Linked DNA regions of Mus musculus: region 1 is linked to region 2. The links are chromatin contacts, called in public HiChIP or PLAC-seq maps. All regions are on one chromosome and are shown on one strand. Each heading gives the region's core, a stretch centred on a gene start, on an enhancer-like site or on the middle of the called end of the contact. The rest is flanking DNA. Distances are from core to core; before and after follow the strand shown.

What was found. HiChIP or PLAC-seq counts read pairs in DNA pulled down with a chosen protein or histone mark.
Region 1: a contact with region 2 is called in an H3K27ac HiChIP or PLAC-seq map of bone marrow-derived dendritic cells, with 4 times the contacts expected there. The contact joins the promoter of Slfn2 here to the promoter of Ccl2 in region 2. A contact is called at or near these places in 1 of 39 promoter capture datasets (hippocampal neurons), 1 of 115 datasets of contacts at active chromatin or transcription factors (bone marrow-derived dendritic cells) and 1 of 9 other capture datasets (macrophages).

What each region holds. Positions count from the first base shown.
Region 1 is chr11:83,063,722-83,066,421 of GRCm38.p6, forward strand. Slfn2 (schlafen 2) reads left to right here and starts at 1,391. Exons shown (of 2, transcript NM_011408.1): 1 at 1,391-1,622. The coding sequence starts at 1,573. Gm20234 (a long non-coding RNA gene) reads right to left here. Exons shown (of 2, transcript XR_388923.4): 2 at 2,020-2,335.
Region 2 is chr11:82,034,280-82,036,979 of GRCm38.p6, forward strand. Ccl2 (chemokine (C-C motif) ligand 2) reads left to right here and starts at 1,298. Exons shown (of 3, transcript NM_011333.3): 1 at 1,298-1,458; 2 at 2,204-2,321; 3 at 2,647-2,700. The coding sequence starts at 1,383.

The DNA of each region.
Region 1 (2,700 bases), core at 141-2,640, 1.0 Mb after region 2:
TGCCTCCTTCCTTAAGCCTGGGCACTGCACTTTGTCCTTGATGGAGAAGTCCCCAGAGTTTGCTGCAGTTCTAATCCCAGACCTTTGGAGTTGAATTCCTTCTCACTGACTTTGGAACTGAACTGGAGCTCGGAGGAGGAGCTCGGAGGAGGAGCTCGGAGGAGGAGGAGGAGGAGGAGGAGGAGGGAGGAGGGAGGAGAGTGAAGAGGGGAGAGAAAGAAGAGAAGACTTCAGGCACACAGAGCATGGGCACTGGACTTTCTCCACCCAGCAGCTGCCTCTGTCCAGATGCTGCTCCTCCCTGGCTCCCCCACTTTCCCTACCCCTGTTCTTTTCTTCCTCATGTCCCTCAAAGCCCTGGTTGTTGGCTTGCCCTGGTCTCTGGCTAGTCTTGTGACATTCCTTAGGAACGGGAGGGTACAGTTCTGAGCAAGAGGTTGTGCTTGGGATACTGGAGGAGGGTGACTCATTGGACTCCCCCTAGCAACTTCTTCTTTCACCTCCTGACAAGTACAGAAGGAAAATTTTGTCTTTCTTCATTTTTGGTCTTCTTCATTACTGATGCAAATATTCTCCTTTACGTTTTTGCATGTTTCCATCAACCCACGAGAACTCCAGAAACCTCCTGTACTTTATTTCTTAAATTAGAGATTAAGAAAGAGATTCTAAAGGTCTCTGAGTCAGTTTCCTCAGAGCTGGTCTGGTGGTGACAGGCAATGAAACAGCCCACAGGGAAGAAAGAGCCCTGTTCTGGACCCTTAGGCTGGAGGGACAGTGGAGTTCTGGACCTCTGGAAGGGCAGTCAGTGCTCTTATCCACTGAACCATCTCTCCAGCCCTATTTCTTTTCTTTTCTTATCTTTTCTTTTTTAATATTTATTTTATTGGATATTTTCTTTATTTACATTTCAAATGTTATCCCCTTTCCTGGTCCTGGCCCCGGTCCTTCCTTCCTCCCCCAACTCCCTCTCCCATCCACCCCCAACTCCCTTTCCCTTCCCTCAAGCCCCCTCTCCCACCCCACCCCCCCTCCCCAATCAGTTTCTTAAGGCTGGTTAGGGAGGTGTTACTGTAACAAAGTAGCAAAAGAGGTGTACTGCTTTAGGGTAGCCCTGGGAATCCCATAGAGAGAAGGAATCTGCTGGCAGAGAGGATCCTGCTGTGCCCATCTTAAACCCGGGACTGGAGGGACTCTAAAGGCGTTAACAAGGGCACCTGCTCTTTTGAGCAAATGGACTTTGCTGCTTGGGAATGCCTGAGGCAGATAGAAATCTGACTAGTCAACTGTGAGCTTGTGTTACAGTCTGCCCAATAGAAAAGTGGAGGCAGGGCTTTCACTTCCTGGAGGGTGACAGTTCTGGGATTTCCAGTCTTCCACCAGTCTGTGCAATGCTTTAATGCAGCAAGGAACAAAGAACTCACATGGGCTTAGAGGTGAACACACAACCAGGGCTGCAGTTAGAACTCTTCCAAGTGCCAAAGCCCACCGGCGAAGACATCTGCTGGCCAGGACTTGTTGCAGACAGAGGGTCTTTCTCAGGTGACACTAGCCTGCTTTACCAAGACTGCTGACATGGGTACTAGACTTGAGGCAACTGAGCAAAGCAACCACAGAACTCAGAGGTAAGTAACCACAGACATATAGTCTACTCAAGTCCTACCCCTAATGTCATTTCTGTCCCTCACTTCCAACCCTGGGTACAGTCTAGTTGCTCTGGGACCATGGTTAGTTTCTGTCTCTACTGGCATCTTGGCTCCTTAGAGCCTTGGTAGCCCATTTTAACAAAGTGTTAACAAACCGGCTGTGAAGGGATTAGGCACCTGGTGAGCTGTCTGGGAGGGCAAATGCCTGTGTCTTCTTGGTTCAGGGGAGGACCAGGGAGAGAGCTTAGGTTCTGCTTGGCCTGAGCCTGAACTATTGAGGCAGACGGTGGGAGGATGAAAATGCAAGCCAGGCGTTGGGTACTTTTGGCAGGTCTGTGCCATGGTGTATCCCTGAGAAAATATGTCATGCAACAGATCTCGTGTAAGAGGTTTATTTGGGAGAGGAGAGTGAAAGGTGCCTCAGAGTTGAAACAGTAAGGAGGGAAAAGGGCAGACAGGCAGAGAGAGACATGGAAACACACAGGAGGTAAGGTTGAGAGAAATGAGAGCAGAGGAGGAGAAGGGGAGAGGAAGGGGGAGAGATATCTGTGGTGTGTGGGGCCCTTTTATCCACACACAGCAGGCACCTGGCACAGTTAGCAGGGGCAGGAGAAGAAATAAGCAGCCTCTAGTCCCTAGGAAATCAGGCTCCTGCTGGTCATCAGAGCATCTTGAGGGTTCCCCACTGGATCCTGTGGGAGGATAAGTAAATGTGTCTGAGCGACAGGAAGAAGGGGAACTGTATTCAAGATGAGAAACGAGATAGGTGCACTAGAGCCCTGAAAAGCTTATAATGTTCTCTTCCACCAACTGCCAAGCACTTTCAGAGGTGTGCAAAGAATTCTCCATCTCTTCTTTTCCTCCAAGAGGCAGCTACTACTGCTCCTGCCTCTGTGTTTGCCTGCCAATCTGCAGTGCCTGCATCTGGATGCCATGCTCTTTCCCTCTGAGGACAGCTAACAAGACACTTTAAATTCCAGACCAAAGTCTCTGAGAACTTTCTCTAGTCGACACTAGCATTTTGGGGGTTGGGGGGGTTGGGGGTTGGGGGGTTGGG
Region 2 (2,700 bases), core at 48-2,547:
TATTAACTTCAGAACTGTTCTCTTCCAAGCATCCCCCCATTCCTTTACAGTCATTGTCTCCACGACTCTCTATGAAAGACAAATCTTGGGTACAACTCTGCCAATCAGGAAAGACTCAAAAGGATGCTACAGAGGAAGGAGGAAATCAAGATACCTGAGTGGAAGACTCCGCTCAGCCACTGGCACGCATGTGAGAGCGCCACTCTTTTTATCAAGAGTCTGCTGAAATGAATTCTAAGGGCTTTCAGATTTTATCGCTTTGATCACACTGTTTGTGAAGAAATCTAAACCTGGAAAGCTGAATTAAGCCAGACATTCCAGTTGGCTCACTCATGGTCCCTGGAAATCACGAAGGAAACAGGGCAGAGAGCTACCAGGAGTAGTAAACGCTAACACACAGGCTTCTAATTCATCATGACTTAACCAAAAGGCATGTTTCTCCATGGCCCGTTAGCTGTCTGTTAGTTTGAAGGTAATGTGATGATAGCCAGGCTGGAGCTACCTGGGTCCTGTTCCAGGGACTCTTAGGGCAGTTACCTACATGACCCTTCTGGACCTCAGCTGCCTGATCTGAGAATGGGGAGTAACAGCATCTACTTACCAGAGCTGGGGAAATTAGAGACTGCACTGTGAAGGGTTCCAACCACTCCTGGCCCAGAGTAAGCACTAGGTGAGTTTTATATAGAAATTTCTTCTGCACCATGAGCTCATGTATATGGCTTTCCAGGTCTGGACTTTTACAACTCAGACAGTTCATATCAATGTCACAAAGCTTCTTAGTGCTGCAAAATATCTGGTAACCACCAAGTGGAGAGAATGCTGTATTCAACAAGGCCTGATAACCAAGGACTCAGCCGACTTACTGGGGGTCCTTTCCCAGCTGCAAGGTTCCTTGAGCCAGGGGCAAGCTAGGCTGTGTTTCCAAGCATCTTCTTCCTAAGGACTTTAGGTTCCTTGGCCACTTCCTTTTATTTCAGTGAAAGCAGAGCCACTCCATTCACACTTGTGGTCACAGTAGTACAATTACTGCCAATTCTTCCCTCTTTCCCCCCCCCCCCCCCTACTCCCTGCGCAGCTTCATTTGCTCCCAGGAGTGGCTAGAAAAATACCAAATTCCAACCCACAGTTTCTCTCTTCCACTTCCTGGAAACACCCGAGGGCTCTGCACTTACTCAGCGGATTCAACTTCCACTTTCCATCACTTATCCAGGGTGATGCTACTCCTTGGCACCAAGCACCCTGCCTGACTCCACCCCCCTGGCTTACAATAAAAGGCTGCCTCAGAGCAGCCAGAAGTGCAGAGAGCCAGACGGGAGGAAGGCCAGCCCAGCACCAGCACCAGCCAACTCTCACTGAAGCCAGCTCTCTCTTCCTCCACCACCATGCAGGTCCCTGTCATGCTTCTGGGCCTGCTGTTCACAGTTGCCGGCTGGAGCATCCACGTGTTGGCTCAGCCAGGTGAGACCCCCCCAGCTCCCTTCCCAGCATATCACCCCATTTTTGAATTGTCGTGGATTGTGATAGCATAGTCTCACATGGTCAGGTACTTTTTTTTTTTTCTTTAACCAAGATAAGGAGCATAAAGAAGGAAGGACAAAGAGCCAACCCAATTACAAGATTGCTTCTGGAAAGCAACTAGAATTTTAATTGTTAGATCTAAATTTGGAATCACACCTTCATATAGTTCCTGTTCCAGTTACTTCCCTCAGTATTTGGGAACCTGGGTGATCAAACAGAGGCTTGGGTTGGTGCCTTTTTCCAGATAGAGGAGAAAGGGGAAGAGATCCAAGATCCGAGCTGTGTTTCACCCAGCCCTGCTTCCAGAGATAGCAGCTTAGCGGAGGTGGTTGGGATCAGAGATACTCATGATTTGATTTTTTTTTTTTTTTTTTTTTTTTTTTTTTTTTTGCAGCCTACAGTAATGTACTCAGGTAATCTTCTCAGGTCATAGTAATTTGACTTCTAACTCCCCCAAATGACAGTCCCCAGAGTCACATAGTTTTAATGGCATCCCTCTACCCAAGACTGTGAGCCTACTTTAAGCTGCAAATAACTGAGTCTGTTGTCAAAGATCACATCCCAGATCTGATGTATTGGCATTTATATCCCATCCTGCTGAAACTGCCTTCTCCCCGTGGTCCTTCTCTTCTCTAAGGTCAGAAGCATCTTTCCTGTCCTAATGTGCTTCTCTTTTACTCTCCAGATGCAGTTAACGCCCCACTCACCTGCTGCTACTCATTCACCAGCAAGATGATCCCAATGAGTAGGCTGGAGAGCTACAAGAGGATCACCAGCAGCAGGTGTCCCAAAGAAGCTGTAGTGTGAGTTACATACCCCGGCCCTCCCTGGTCCAAAGGTTTTTCCTTAAGAACAAGGGATGGTCCTCATATACTTATAGTCAGTCACACACTCAGATCCAATGGGGAAACCAAGGCCAAGAAGGCAAAGGCAGTTCTCAACAGCATTGTCTCTATGGCTGCTGTTCAGGCCCTTTCTACTCCACAAGCTTATCTTAGAAAACCTGCAGGAGAAGCAGGTCACTTTGAGTCCCCTTTTTCTACCTGCCCTCCCCCGCTGAGCTCTACACAGCCCCTCCATGTATACCAGACTGAACTTCATCTAACAGTGTCTTTTCTCTTCCCACAGTTTTGTCACCAAGCTCAAGAGAGAGGTCTGTGCTGACCCCAAGAAGGAATGGGT